Linked DNA regions of Mus musculus: region 2 is linked to region 1. Evidence: chromatin contacts called from public promoter capture Hi-C data. All regions are on one chromosome and are shown on one strand. The core of a region is the stretch at or near the end of the contact, and the rest is flanking DNA. Distances in the headings are between cores, read along the strand shown.

Region 1 (3,608 bases), core at 98-2,597:
TCTTTCTCTCTTTCTTTTTCTTTTTCTGTTTTTTGTTTGTTTGTTTGTTTGTTTGTTTGGTTGGTTTTTTTGTTTTTTTTTTGTTTTTTTGTTTTGTTTTGTTTTTTTTCGAGACAGGGTTTCTCTGTATAACTCTGGCTGTCCTGGAACTCACTCTGTAGACCAGGCTGGCCTGGAACTCAGAAATCCGCCTGCCTCTGCCTGAGTGCTGGGATTAAAGGCGTGAGCCCCCACGCCCGGCTGGAGAACATCTTGCAAAAAGTAAAACCTTAAATTGGCAGGACGTGAAGTCTAAGACCACAAGACTCACCACACAATACAGGAAGCAGGGTCTTGAAGAGAACCCTCCCAGTCCCTACCCACTCCCTTCCTCACCCCCTCCCTTCTCTCCATCTCTCCTCCTCCCTCCCCTCTATAGCAGCACTACTCATTATCACCTAGAGGTAGAGGCACCTCAGATGCTGTACAGGGGTGAATAGATAAACAAGCTGTTTCTCTCCATTGTGGAGTATTAGTCAGCCTTTAAAAAAGAGAAGTGTTGTCTGAAGTGCTACTCTGTAGATAAAACCTGAGGGCATTGTGCCAAGTGCAGTAAGAAGTCAGCGAAGCAAGCACCATGTGACTTCACTTTCATGGGATCTTAACTTGGTAAAAATGAGAATGATGAAGCCGAGTGGTAGGGGCTAGCTGAGGGGAGAGGTGGAGTTGGTGGTTACCAGACAGTCCACTTTGCATGGTGAAGATCTTGTGTAGCTGGTGATGATGCAGCATGGGGTTTGTGGTGGATCTAAGCATCGCATGGCTCAGGTAGTCACTTTAAACACATTTTACCACACTTGTTTTAATGGCATTCTGCCCAGAGCCCTATCCTCACACTCATAGGTTTCAAACTTTGCTATGGATACAAAAGTGTTAGCATTTATTTACCTAAACATATTTATTCTTAGATGTAGCTTTACACAATAAATTATGTCAAAACAGTTTTAAAACAGAAGTGTGTAGTGGCTTCATTAGTGACCATGTGTACTGCTTGATGGGCTGAGAGGGACTAGGTAAAGGGCCGTCTGGGTACAGTGGCTCCTCTGTTGGGTCTAGCCCTTGAGGAACCTGTGTGTTCAGGAACCCTTGAAGCCAGGGCAGATACTAGACCACTGGATAAGGTTCTTGCTACCATGTATCTGGGCTTTCCAACTCTGGTAGGCCCCCTCCCAGCCCCCTCCTCAGGGTCAGGCTCTGAGTCAAGCTATGCTCCTGGTTAATGGAAGTTTCAGGGTTCGAGTGTGTAGCTGGGCTTCACCTGAGGCTTGCCGTAGTCTGGCACAGAGTGCTGGGTGCTGTCAGCAGTTACTGAAGCCCAGACTTCTCAGGGTGCACACTGGGCAACTGTTCTGGTTGACGGTGCAGGCGGCAGGCACTGTGAACCTCTGGCTGGGTTCCAAGCTCTTGGCCACATTCCTAAGAAAATATGACTGGCTCATGGGAGGGGCAGAGGGAGGGGAATCTAGACGGAAGCAAGGCCAAGGCTTCCTCAGAAATTCCAGCCCTTCTGGGCCTGTTAGATGGACAGTACCTCTGCAGAGCTCAAAATTAAGATTACTAACTTAGTCTCTGGCCAATGGGTATCATTACAGGTTCCCGCAGTCCTGGTCCCTGGTGATAAGCAGGCAAATGTAAGATTGTTTCATAACACTTCTCAGGAAACAGATACTTTAGCAGAGTGGATTGTAAAACAGCACACTTGGAATCCAAAGTTAAGCTTCAAGAAAGTATATATCCAGGGACACACTGGAGCGTGATGACATCTTCTGCTGAGTTCCCAAGTGCCTGTTTTGTAGGAACTATGTCAGGAGGGGCTTGGATACCTACTCAGATCTGAGCTCCTTGCTACTGGAGCCCAGGCTGGTGCTGGAATCACAAGTGGGTGCCACCGTGCCTTATTGAGACACAGCGGTCCAAGAATTGGGTTCTGATCTTTGCTTATAAATGTTGCCCTGCTATGGCTTCACAGTAAGAAAATCAGTGAAGGCCCTTGTTCATGCAGACCTTCACAGGTGAAGTGTTTTCTGCTCCTCTTGGCCTGCTCCCGATTTCCTCAGGGTTCTGTTCCAGAACCCCACCCTCTCAGCATCCTGGGGCAGATAGGAAATACTGTCACAAACATAGACACACAGCTTGTATTGCAGAGGGACCAGGTTCCTCTGAGAGAACCAGCTCAGAAATATAGGCTTAGTTCTAGAGGGTTCTCATGAGAGTCTGAAATCTCCACTCTGTTCTTCCCACAAACATTTGTTATTTCCACATTCCTTTTACTCCAAGCTGGTAAGCATCGCAATCTGGAAGAGTTGGATTTGAAAACATTGAATGTGTGCAGACAACTAGAGTTCATCCTCCTAGGAGGATTAGGCAATCTTAACTTCCTATTCTTGGAGTAGATGGAGACAAGAATAGGATTTGTGTCAAATTAAGTCTCTTTTTAAAAATGTTTGTAATGCTCTTAAAAACATATAGTAGTACTTTGAGTGTGCGTGTGTGTGTGTGTGTGTGTGCGTGCGTGCGCAAGTGTGCATACACCTATGCATGTGGAGGTCAGAGAACAACGTGAAGGGGTCAGTTCTCTCCTTCCATCCTGTGGGTCCTGAAGATTGAAATCAGGCTGCTTGGATCATCAGGGCTTCAGTTTGATACCTAATAGCAATACTGCTGTCCCTCCTGGCAACAACGGTATTGGGAGGGCACAAGTGTGCGACTATTGTCATTCTGCTGTTCTAAGGGCAGCTTCCTACTGCTGAGATCAGACCCCTGTGCCTTTCCCGTACCTCTCCACAGGAACAGTGGCTAGAGGGTGCCCTTCCCCAGCAGCATCGCTCAGGAACTCATTAGAAATGGGTGACAGAATGCAGCCCTGATGGTTCAGATATCTCATCCTGCTGGCACATGGGAGAGCGAAACAGAAGCCCTGCCTATCACTAAAACACACCCTGGTAATGTGGAAAGTGGCTTGAAACATTCTCCCAAAGCAATTGTAGCCTAAAGATGATTATGAGAGTGAGCAGGGTGAGCAAGGCTTGCTTTCCTTAGTAGACTACAGGGAGAACTCGGCAGCTGTCCAATTAGCTCTGACAAGAAGGTGGCCAGGAGTTTAGCCACTGTGAACAAACTGATGGATCTCCCACTTAATGCATAGTGTGCCTTGGGATAGTAGTTAATTAATTAGGATGATGTATTAGTCATGTTGGTAAACAAGACATTTTAAAACTAAGCGTGTAGTTTGAACTCAGAGTTTAAATTGCATTGGAAGCCACACAGCACATCAGCCCTCTCACAGTGTGGTGGTAAATGCTGACAGGTCCTGTCCAGATGCTCCCAGAACCTCACTTCCTCCCAGCCCACAGTTGCAGGCTCTTCACCCTCTTGATCTCCAGTTTGGAATGTCCTGGGCAGTCTAGTCCCTCTAGGGCATTGGTTCTCAACCTGTGGGTCACAACCCCCTCCACAAACTTCTATCTCTAAAAAAATTTACATTATGATCCATAGCAGTAGCAAAGATACAGCTATGAAGTGACAGCAAAAAAATCATTTTATGCCGGGCGTGGTGGCGCATGCCTTTA
Region 2 (3,637 bases), core at 1,057-3,556, 2.6 Mb after region 1:
CCTGAGATTAATTTTTTACCAGCATTCACCCTCCATCCCTCACTCCGATGCCAGCACAGGCAGCCTCTAGGAGGCCTTACACTGGGCACTCTCCTTCCCTGCCTTCCCCGGTGTCCTGGCCCTATGGACTCTAGTTCCTGCCCTCGAGACTGCTACCATAACCTCCATGAGCACCTCACTACATCAGGCCCTTGGCCATCTCTGCACTCGCACACCTTCTTGCCAAGAATATGAAGGCTGGGTCCTTTGAGGAGGCCTCCTAGGCCAGTCTACACAAATGCGTACCCTCCTCTCCTGTCTCTTTTCCCCAGGCTGGCCCGTTTCCAATCTCATATGGTTGCTGACTTGGTTTGCACATCTGCATGTCTGTTTTTCTGACTCACAACAGTGAGTGAGGCCACCCTGACCCTGACCCTGTCTGTCCTGTCCAGCTGTTTCCCCAGCACTGGGGACTTGAGAAGTTCTAAGGGTTAGGGTGCTTATCTACTTGTTTGGTTTTGTGTTTTGTCTTTCTTTTTCCTGTTTTGTCTTTGAGATAGCATCTCTCCTTGTAGCCAAGCCTTGCCTCAAACTCTCAGTCCTCTCAAGAGCCTGAGCCTCCTAACCACTGGGACTGCGGGTGTGTACCCCCCACCCAGATAGGCGCTTAATTTTTATTTATTTATTTTTTGAGGTATGAAAAAGAGTATGCTGTCAACATGAAGATATAAGGTGGGGGAAGCAGTTAGTGTATTCTTCATAGATAGTGTGACAGTGGCAGATGGCATCACACTTGGCAGTGACCTTAGGTTGAGGAGCTTTAGAGGAAACACAAGTGCCTCGATTCCCAAGTGTCTGCTCGGAGACCTCAGTCTCAGCATCCCATAGAGCTTATCAAAAGGGGGCTGCGTGTCAGCCTGACAGCACTGTCTTCCTAGACACCAGCTGGTGGTAAACAACCCTCCCCGGCCTGTAAGACATGGAGACATTGTACAGCTCGTTCACGGCATGACCACCCGCCTCCTTAACACGTGAGTGCCCCAGTGCTTGTTCTGTCAGGGTCTCCTTCACTCTGTCTACATCCCACTCAGCCTGTTTCCGTCATCCTGACTTCTGCCTCCACCTCACTCCCGTGAGAATACACAGTGGGCTTCATGGCTTTTCTGCCCACAGCCCTCTCTCTAGTGACCCTCTCAGCTCTCCTGAGGCTCCTAGTGACCCTGACTAGTGTCACCCCATCACTTGGCCTCCCTGGTAGCCCTGAAGTAAGCAGCACAGCACCTCAGGGTTTCCCCACTCTCTTTACTGCTGGGGTACCTAAGGTCACCTTACCAGAAACCTGCCTGTACTGTCCCTCCTATAGATCTTATTCTGACACTCACTCTGTCTGGCAGCCCATCATCCACTGCTCACTGCTGGGCCTCTTCGGGCGCCTGGTGCATCCTGAGATGAAGTGAGTCCTGCCTGAGTAGCCTGGAGGTGACAGGCTGCTTGTGAACACTGAGGCTGACCCACACAGAGTAGCCTGCTGTCTCAGCGTGAGACCACTGTGCCCATCTCGCCCAGAGACAACAGTACTATACTGATTTTCCGAGTTCTGCCAGACCAGTGATACACTGGGGCCAGTTCTTAGACTCAGACTTCCAGTTCCTGGAACAGACATTCTATTCTCAGAGATTTGCTCACCTGTCCAAAGAGTGAGTGACACCCATCCAATTGTTTGACATCAATTCTGGACACACACAATGAAGACCCTCCCTCACAGATACACCAACAAGGCGGTTGGATCTGGGCAGTCCTGCAGTTGAGTCTTGGTTCTCAGATGACTTTAGGCTGTGTCATGTTGACCATTAAAGCCTGCCTTGGGGTGGCCCACATCCCGGATACATAGCCTCTGTGGGAGCTGCATTTGTGGCCAGCTTCCCTAGCCTTGGCAGGCAGAGCAGGCTTGGTTTCCAAAGGCACTGTTTTTCCCTTAGTGACACTCTAAGGAATAGCTCTGCTCTGCTCTTGCAGGCACGATGTCGCAGCCCCACTGAGCCCCCATTCTCAAGAAGTCTCCTGCTACATTGACTATAACATCTCCATGCCTGCCCAGAACCTCTGGAAACTGGTGAGTTCCGTGCTGGCCTGGGTGCAGCAGGGTCTCATGGCGGTCAGTGGGAGCACCTGCTCCCTACCTCAGAGTACCCAGAATGCCTCCTCAGATGAAGGGTTCAAATGGAAACTTGGATAAGAAACTTTGATTTAGCAAGTCTGAGATGTCCCAATGGGGAGCAGTCACCTCATCAGGCCGAGAGTCCTCTGGGCCTCAGGCATGGATTGGGAAAGTTCCAAGTGCTGTGTCTTCCCTGCCAGGGCCTTTCGGGTCAGGGCTGTTCCAGCTGCAGCTGCCTCATGGACTGTTCACTTTTTCACCCTCTGGCCTAGTTTCTTTCTGGTGCTGTGTCAAAAGCAACTTAGAGAGGAAAGGGTTAAGCTACAGTCCACCCCTCTTCGAGTCAGGGCAGGAACTTACTGAAACCGTGGAGGAGCACTGTCACTGGCTCACTCCCACATTCAGGCTTTCCTGCCCAGGATCTGCCCAGGGAATAGAACCACCCACAATGGGCTGGGCATTCCCACAGCAAGTAACAGCCAAGGTAACTCCCTCACAAATATGCCAGTAGGACAGTCTAATCTGGACAGCCCCTCAGTTGAGACTCCCTCCTCAAAAGTCTCTGGGCTGTGTCACATTGATAATTAAAGCTAAGTAAGACACCCTCCCACCACAGACATGGCAGCCTCCGCCACTCCTGTGTCCCAGGGGAAGCCTCCCAGCCAGTTCTTACCCATAGCCCACAGGAGCACAAGCAGTTTCCTGGTGAGGGCCTTGGCCATCAGAGGGCGATTTCACTGCGACAGTGTCCTTCTGGTGACAGTCATCTGCTCTCCTGGCTCCTGCTAGTGCTCCTTCCCTGTCCTGGCCCAAAGTGTTATTCTTGCCTGAAGCCTACTTCCTCGTCCTGGCCCAATGTCAAATTCCTACCAAGCGGTCCCAAAAGCTCTCCACAGCCTACCTAGGTAGCACCATGCCAGTTTACTGCCTTCGCCAGCACAGGTCTGTCTGGGGGGGCTGCTTTCATTGGCACACCTGACCCACCTTTACCTGTTTTCCCCTTGGATGTGCGGCACACTTCCATGGCCGTTTCCATCCTGCTGCTTAATCCCTCCCGAGTGGGCCTGACTGATAAAAGGCCGGCGTCCCTTCTCGTTGGAAGCTGTCTCAGGAGGAATGGCACTGAGTCTCACTGACCTCCCTGCCAGCTTGCTGCCAGTGGCTCCATTGCTGACCTGTGCCCCTGCCCCCTTCCTAGCAGCCCTTTGAGTACCACTTACCCATGTCAGATGGAGCCTCCAGAAAGGGGAGCAGGCCTCAGGAGCGGCTGCCTGGCCCAGGATGGCTTGTCTAGGAACCATCCCTGTTTTGGCTAGAGTTCTGTGTCCTCTTGTCTGAATAGGTATCTTTTGAGTCCCCGTGGCTAGCTCAAATGCTGTGTTGTAAAGGGCGTATGGGGTCATGGAGGGTCTGTAGTGCCAAGGACTAGCTAGCGACCTGTGCTTCCTTTGCTGGAGAGCTTAGCCCAGACCAAACTGATTCCATAGCTGTGTGACTGCT

What was found. Capture Hi-C pulls out chosen DNA fragments and counts their contacts.
Region 2: a promoter capture Hi-C map of liver shows a contact between it and region 1, with 2.7 times the contacts expected there. The contact joins two enhancer-like sites. A contact is called at or near these places in 1 of 39 promoter capture datasets (pre-B cells) and 1 of 9 other capture datasets (liver).

The regions. Positions count from the first base shown.
Region 1 is chr2:29,631,849-29,635,456 of GRCm38.p6, forward strand. The region is part of intron 1 of Rapgef1 (Rap guanine nucleotide exchange factor (GEF) 1); the gene reads left to right. Among named protein-coding and RNA genes, the nearest start is that of Rapgef1, 14 kb to the left of the region's middle. Within about 2 kb of position 1,348, at least 203 of the 459 cell types and tissues checked have an H3K27ac peak or open chromatin away from gene starts, as enhancers often do. A contact at or near this core is called in liver, where this site is marked.
Region 2 is chr2:32,246,620-32,250,256 of GRCm38.p6, forward strand. It overlaps Pomt1 (protein-O-mannosyltransferase 1), which reads left to right. Exons shown (of 20, transcript NM_145145.2): 12 at 918-1,010; 13 at 1,996-2,092. Among named protein-coding and RNA genes, the nearest start is that of Uck1, 12 kb to the right of the region's middle. Within about 2 kb of position 2,307, at least 19 of the 459 cell types and tissues checked have an H3K27ac peak or open chromatin away from gene starts, as enhancers often do. A contact at or near this core is called in liver, where this site is marked.